Linked DNA regions of Oryctolagus cuniculus: region 2 is linked to region 1. A link is a contact called in public Hi-C data. All regions are on one chromosome and are shown on one strand. The core of a region is the stretch at or near the end of the contact, and the rest is flanking DNA. Distances in the headings are between cores, read along the strand shown. Region 1 has its middle 89 kb from the start of LBH. Region 2 holds the start of LBH (LBH regulator of WNT signaling pathway).

Region 1 (3,934 bases), core at 1,051-3,550:
TCCGCTGTTCTTGTTTGCATGCAACACCAGTCTCCACTTAGTATTTCTATCTCTGCAGGAGACAAGAACCTCATTTAAAAATTGGTCAATTCATTGCCCACACCACAGGTACTTGCTTTCTGTTGTTTTCTAGAATGGGCAGGGACAAGCATGGAGTGACCTATGCATTGAACTGAGCATAGTAAAGGAGAGAGCAGTGTGGAGGTGAGGACCATACAGATGGCTCCTGCCTGCCACTGGGGCCTGAGCTGGGCAAAGAGGTAGATCCTGAGACAGGGGTGCCAGGAACAAGCCTCTCGGAGTCCAGCCTTACACACAAGGGCATCTGGTGCAGAGGAAGGGATTCCCAGTCTTCAACACAGGACCGTCACCATCAAGGGAAGTTGTCATAGTGGCCTTTGGCTCCTGCTGACTTCAGACCCCAAATGGTCTCTCAGAAGTTCCAACACTTTGGGGCACCTCACTTGCTCTTGGGGTGTCCACTTTGTTCAGACACCTGCTCCAACTATATCGTGAGGATTTTGCTTGCAAGCAACAGAAACCAACCCTATTCACTTAATCAGGGAAATAACTTAAGGAAAGGAACAGGGTCATTCATGGGAACCACAGGAAGCCTGGAGAGCAGGCGGTGCGCAGAACTGAGCAGAGCAGAGGCCCAGTCGGGACCCCACTGCAGGAAGTCAGAGTAGGATCCTGGGGCCACCACCACTGCCACTGGACCCATGGCTGCCCTGCTGGATCTGCCACCCCCAGGCACTCACCTCTCCCCACCCACTGTCGGCTCCAACACCCCCGCCGTGATAATCCCTGGGGGACCCTGCAGCCTCCAGATTCAGACTCCAGGCAGGCACCCACGATTGGCCGTACTAAGTCCCTGCTGATGTCCCCTCGGATGTCCCAGCTGTAGGGCGGGAAGGGGCTGCTTACCCTTCATTCAGTTTCCATGTCTTGTTATTCACACCTCTGGTGGGCAGGGCCTGGCTGGGCGGAGCACATAGGAAAATTTACCCTGCTGCAGAAGCCTCTGAAGCAGAGACACAGTAGCTTTGTTAGGTGCAGAAAGGCAGCCCCGGCCTCTCCCTGGTTTCTCTGTCCCATAAATGAGTATATTCCCATTGTTACTAAGTTAAGTACAAGTAATCCACACTTATTCTTGGTGAACATGTTCTAGGATCCCCAGCTGATGCCTGAACCTGCAGAAGGTAGCAAACCCTATTAAACTATGTTTTTTTTCCTGTATATACCTAACAACAATAATATTTAATTTATAAGTTAGGCATGGAAAGACGTTAACAATAATAATAAAATAGAACTATTATGGCACTAAAGAATGTGGTCTCTTATTCTCTCTCCAACCATCTTCCTGTGTTGTGCGTTCCCTTCTTATGATGCTGTGGGTTGTAACAAAGCCTGCATGATGAGATGAAATGGAGTGAATGCTGCAGGCACCATGATGTAGCGTTAGGCTACCAACACCTTGCTACAGGCACCGTGCACTGCGCACCAATGCCGGGGTGGCTGATCAGGCAGCCCAGACGGCTTCTAAGTGCCTGATAGACAAGTCGTATACAAAGCCTGGATATGCTGGGCAAAGGGATGAGTCACGTCCTAGGTGGGTCAGAGAGGGATGGCCCGAGATTTCATGAGAATGACGTGCAACTTAAAACGTATTGTTTATTTCTGGAATATTCCATGTAACATCTTCCGACTGTGATTGAGCATAGGAAACGGAAACCTCAGCAAGCAAAATGGGGCATTAGGGGACTCATGTGTAGTCTCTGTTGCTTGCAGCCACAGAATCCTGACTCGCTGCCATCTGCCTACACGCGGCTCTCAGACAGGTGGCAGAGCCCCCGGGGTTGCTGAGGAACTGTGGAGGGTGTACCTGCATCCAGTGAGGTTCTCTAAAGATGCTAAGCACCCTGAAAGGCATAGCACAGTTAAACACAGTGAGAATCCCCCATCCTGAATGCCAGCCTGCTGTTGGTGGGAAACATTGTACCTATATCAACGTGACAGGTGTCATGTATGACAGGTGTCATGTATGACAGATGTCATGGTCCACCCCTGAGGTTGCATGTGGTTGTATTGCTCTCAGCACAGTGCGGGTCATGACTGATTCAGCTCAGCTAGCAAAACCACCCATTTTCCACCCTTGATTGTAGATCAATCCTTTCCTTTCTGTTATAATGAAGGAAACTGAGACTTGGGGAGAATGTATGGTTTACCCAAGGTCACACAGCCCAGTGGGTGGCAGGACTCTGCTGAGAGCCAGTTCTCTGGCTCCAGCTGAAGGCTGTTTCCATGACACCCTGCCACCCTTGCCCTCTTTCTTGGGAAAGACTTGGAAAGTCTGGACCAGTCTGGAAGCACCGGTGTGCCCAGCAATCTCCCCAGGAGCTTCCATGCGATTGGCCCTCAGTCCCAGGATGCCACTCAGATGCTGATGGTGAGAAAGACAGGCTGTCTGCAGAAGGGGCTAAATTTGGGGGCAGAATGGCACCAGGCCAAAGGAACAGAGAACGAGAGTCTCACCAGGGGAGGACAAGGGCTCCCTACAGATGCTGCAGGGACTTGGCACCGTTGCTTTACCCAGATAATCACACAGGAGCTAATTAGCGCCTTCCTTCCGAGCATAGCCCTCTGGGGCAGGAGGATGCTCAGTGGAGAAGAGAAACCCATTAATTACTCTATCAGGAAGCACTGATAAGAACCGCTCTAAAGCTCTGAGCTAATTAAAGAGGGCTGTAGGGCAAAGAGATGTGGCTCGCAGGGAGAGAGCAGCACTCACACTTTGATCTTGGGCCTGGGGCTCCCAAGAGCAAGGGAGGGCATCTGCTCCCCAGAGAAACGGCACCCTTGCAGTTCAGCAACCCGGAGACTAGGTCAGTCCGAATCAGGGGCTCGGCCTGACAGAGGGCAAGGGATTCATGAAGGAGGCAGTCGGGGCTCACTCCCAGGATCCCGCACCAACAGCACCCCTAGGATTTGATAGCGGGTGTGCATCCTCTCGGATGATCATCACACCCATCTTGCGGAGGAGGAAAACGAGGCTCAGTTGGATGATGCCAAGTGCCGAGTCAGGGTCACTCAGGTAGAAAGAGGCGGAAGGCCAACTTGAGCTCGGATCTCCAGCTCAAACCCTGTGCTACTCCTACCACGCCACAGTGCTCTGCAGGGACCAGAGATGCAGCTCCCAGCCAGGCAGGCCTGAGACCCAGCCCCGGGAGCCTTCCTTTTCCTGGGACGTGGGTTTCTCGTCTGTGACCCAGCATTCATCACACCGACCCAGATGATATGCAGGAGTAGCATATGTGACGAGACAAGACACGTCCGTCACCAAGGACAGAGCCTGGGAGTCGCTGCTTTTAATTCTCTCATGTGCTGCTTTGCACACCGGCTTTCAGCTGCACAATTTTTAGTTCAGCTCTAATCTGTCAGAGACACCCAATGTGGAAATAGCTAAGAGAGGGTGATGGGCAGCTGCCCCCACCACCACACACAGGCCCCTCTCCCCCTGCAGAGTTCTGTTGAGTGAGCAGAGCCCTCAGAGCTCAGGTGGACAAACTGGATCTGCAGGAAGCTGGTCGAGAGCCCTGCGGTCTCCAGGGACTCTGAGTAAATACTCCATGTTAAACAAATGGTATGTTGCTTTATCCCACAGAGAACGTTCATGATCCACTGTCGGGAGCCCAAGCATTTGAGCTGTTCTTCCAGAAAGGCTAACGGATTTACACAGTCCCTTCCTGCCCTGTTCCCAGATGGTTGCTTGGCCTGCAGCACCTGTAGCTGTCTGAGGACGAGACAGGGAACTAGTCCATATGCATGGGACCAAATCTGCAACCTTGGTGCCCACTGCTATCCCCCAAAATGCTGGACTAGCCCCCAGTTGTCCATCAGGGTGACAGGAGAGTGAAAAATGCATTGTTCCCCC
Region 2 (3,934 bases), core at 760-3,259, 89 kb before region 1:
TCCACTGAGATCTCTCCAGAAAGGCGGAGACCCACAGAGTTATCCCTCACCTGTGCCTGAGGCTGTACCCAGCCCAGCCTTTCTGAGGGGCTCCCTTCTTTTTCTGTCTCCCCAGGGCCTGGTTCCCTTCAGGCTGCCTTTCCTCCGCTGCAGGGCCGGCAAGGCAGGGCCTGCATGTCCTTCTCACAATGGTGCGAATTTATCTGCTGGATCAAGTTCTCTTGCCTGGCAGCTGCCCACGCCTCAGGAAGAGCAGGGTGGAAGCTTCAATGGAAGGAAACCGGGCAGTTCTGGGGCCTGGGAGGCTGTAGTGCAGGGAGCAGCTGCACTGGCATGGCCCGGGGGTGATGGCAGAGACATGTGAAACCAGAGGGGACGGAGAGGGTAAGTCTCTCGGAAGACACTTGTCACATCAATTGAATCTGACCTACTTAACACTTCTGCGCAGGCCCCTCCTGCCAGCTGGGGAAATGCTCATGTTCGCTCGGTAACTAGAGGTGAGGGAAATTGCACAGATTTGGCTGAGAAATGAACAGGGTTTTTTTCCTCAGCTAGAAATTCTGTTTCGATTCCTTCTTTTAAAAATGGATTGTTTATTTATTTGAGAAGCAGCGAGACAGAGCGAGATCTCCCATTTAGTGGTTCATTCCTCAAATGCCTGCAACAGGTAGGACTGGGCCAGGTGGAAGCCAGGAGCCCAAACTGAATCCAGATTCCTGAACTGGTGGCAGGAACTCAATCTCGAGTCATCACTGCTGCCTCCCAGGGTCTGCAACAGCAGGAAGCTGGAGCTGGGTGTTGAACCTAGGACAGGCTGATGTGGGCCCTGGGCATCTTAACGGGTGACTTAGCCACTGAGCTAATGCCTGCCCCTCAGAGCTCCTTCTGTAGAGAACAAGGTTCTGCCATTCATCTTGTAGACTTGGAGTCACGGGAGGCCCCGGTGCCTCTTCCCAAGATCCGGATGCTCCTCTGCTAGCTTGTAGTCTCTGCTTGCACCAGCACTTTTGTACCACTGGGCCTTTGCTTGTGCTGCTCTTATCAGCAGAACTGCCCTTGGATGGCTTCTTCCTGTCCTTAGAGACCAGCTCCACTGTCTTTCTTTCCCTTTCTCTTTCCTCTTCCTTCTACTGAGTGCTACTGAATGCTACGGTGTGTGTCAGGCACTCTTCCAGGCGGTGGGGCAGGGCAGTACACAACACACACACATGCACACACACACACACACACACACATACAGAGTCCTTGCCCTAGAAGGGTTCTCCCTAACCCTCTGCCCGGCATAGAACTAATCTCTCTCCACTGGAGGCAGGTGCCTCTGTCGCGGTGGTTATTCGTGGTATTGGAGAGTGCTGGAATCTCAGTCCCCTGTCTCCCTAGTGCCTTACTCTGTGCCAAAAATCAGGGACAGTCCCTCATTTCTATAGAAGAGGCATCCAGGAGTAACCAATCCCATAGGAAGGGCAGAGCCTAGGGAACTTACCTGCTAACAGCAAGTGCTGTTTCCTCTGCACTTGATGATTCTTTGGGGATCCCTAGTGAGCTTTAGGGAACTCATCTTAAAGCTGTGTGGAAAGGAAACACACACTGTGACCATGCAGAGGGTGTGCTGATTTGGGGTGGTCTGGGGAGGAGGGAAGCTCTCCTAGAGCAATTCCGTGGAGATAACACACGTGGGTGGCACATAGTGCACACCGGTGCCCGTTGGGGTTGTTGCTGTGGGGCAGGAAGGCGCAGCAGGGACCCAGCCATCTGATCCCAAGGGTGTGAAGTGCACCAGGGGCTCCAGTGAGCAGGTGCTGGCTCGGGTTACAGCTGCGGAGCAGGCAGAGGTGCCCCAGGAGGAGCAGTTCCCGGGTGCATAACACGCAGCCGCTTGCTCCTGCATGGAGCCAAGGAGCCAAGGGGCGGCAGCGCGTGTGAAAGCAGCAGGGACCAGCCGCCGCTGGAGGAAGCTAGCGGACATCCTGCCCACAGAAAAGAAAACTGAAAGTGCTCTTCTCGTGAGAATCGGTTGTGCTGTCCTCTTTTTCCGTAGTCCCACAGGTACGCTCGACTTTCTCGGGTGCAGGGGTGTGGGTGCCATGGGGAGACGCAGAGTGGTCTGGAGGGGGTTTGCGCTGTGCTGTGGTCCGGGCCCCCAGGGGAAGGTCTGAGCCCCTCCAAGGAGCCCTCCGCCACAGGACCTGCATCCTGGTGACAGTCAGCTCTCCCTTCTGGCTGTCGGGGCGCATTCCTATGTGGATGTGGAGAGAGCGTAAGCAAGATAGGGCCAGAGCTGGCGCAGGAATGTGAGCGTTTCCTTAATTGGACATGAGAGCCTTGAGCTGATTCCAGTTCCAGCGTTGTCTTTTAGGGCCGAGACCCTAAAGACTCCATAGAGCTTTCTTTCTCCGAAAAATCCCTTTGCTTCAAAGGTCCCTTGAGAGAAGAAAAGAAAAAGGGGGGTGGATCTCTTTGATATTTGGGAAGGCGTGAGCTCATGGGCTGCCAGCTGCAGGCTCCTTCTGGGGGCCAGCGGGCTCTAGATGGAGGAGCCTCCCGGGACAGCCCGTGGTAAGAGGATCCTGGGCTTTCAGATGGGGCTGCCGAGCCCTGGTGCAAAGCACTTCTTTGAGCATGTATAGAAGCACTTTGTTGCGGCTGCCTTCGCGCCCCCAGACCTGGAAAAAGAGACTTCCAGTGCCAGCTTTGATGGCTGGAGGACTCTGTGACACCGAGAGGGTGTCCCGCTTGCCAGAGGACAGACAGCAGGGCCAGTCAAGGACTGGAGGATCTGGCCTGGGGGGTGCGGCTTGCGCCATGCTCTTGACTTTTAATGCCCTTGGAGCTGGGGCCTGGGCACATCCTTGGGTCTCCCTGGTTCATCACAGGCCAGCTGGGTACTTCTAAGATGAGAGCAACTAACTGATGGGAGTGAGGGGGGCATTCCAGGACACTGGGAGCCCATTAGTGGCCGCCAAGCAGGGCACCCCTAATTGCCTCTGATGTCTGCCCCCCCACCCCTGTAAAAGCTGGAAGTGTCAGTCAAGGGACTCCAGGGGGAGTGTGTGAATGAAAAGAGTAAAACCTGAAGCAGGTACAATCAACCCCGCCAGCCCCCGCTTTCCCCCAGATACCTTACAAACAAGTCCGGGTCTGCTCCGTGCTTTCCAGTGTACCAAGTGTTTTCATAACATTATCTCATTTCATCCTCACCTCAACCCACACACAGTCTTGCCTTTCAGATTTCTTGTGTAGTCAAATGAGCTTCACCGAAAAATTGGCTAGAAACTCCCCATCTCCTACTCACTTTTTTTTTTTTAAACCCAAGTCTTTGAGTGGCATCTTTAAGAAGCTCCCAGATTCACAGGGTGCACACTTTGTTTATTCTGCCAGCTCTGCCCTACTCGGTGGACACCAGGAGTCCTGGTCTTTGTTAATGGAACTGACACTTTTGCGTTTAGTTCATAGCCTAGCTGTAAACCCAGACAAAGCCACAGAAGCCATGATGAGTGTGGTATCGAGGGAGAGAACAGAGGTGTTGGAACCAGTAAACCCCACAGTCAAATTGTGGTTCAGCCATTTGACAGCCATGCGGCCATGGCCAAGTGACTTACCTTCTCAGGGCCTCTACTTCTCCACCTGTGAAGTGGGGCCAATAGGAACCTAATGTCAGGTGGTTGTGAGGCATAACTGTGAGGGCAGCTCAGCAAATGTCCCTTCCCTTCCCCTATCTTCCTCCTCAAGGTCAGCCACCTTAGGCCCCTGAGAGCTAATCGAAGCTGCCGGCTTCACCACTCCTGGGCAAATTAATGCAACACTGTCTTTTTTGGAAGCCGGAGAGTAGAAAAATGTAGGACTACATTACCAAACAGATTCAGGTGGAGACTTTTAAAAATTAAAACAAATAATTAGCTACAGGTTCTGCACCCCACGGCACAGCTGCAACTGA

Evidence for each region. Hi-C and Micro-C count contacts between places; a contact is called where the count stands out from the background.
Region 2: a contact with region 1 is called in a Hi-C map of an unstated tissue, with 2.4 times the contacts expected there. The contact joins the promoter of LBH here to the enhancer-like site in region 1. A contact is called at or near these places in 2 of 6 Hi-C or Micro-C datasets (ear pinna and an unstated tissue).

Annotation. Positions count from the first base shown.
Region 1 is chr2:172,677,212-172,681,145 of mOryCun1.1, reverse strand. No RefSeq gene overlaps it. Among named protein-coding and RNA genes, the nearest start is that of LBH, 89 kb to the left of the region's middle. Within about 2 kb of position 2,300, at least 1 of the 8 cell types and tissues checked has an H3K27ac peak or open chromatin away from gene starts, as enhancers often do.
Region 2 is chr2:172,765,994-172,769,927 of mOryCun1.1, reverse strand. LBH (LBH regulator of WNT signaling pathway) reads left to right here and starts at 2,009. Exons shown (of 3, transcript XM_070069734.1): 1 at 2,009-2,046.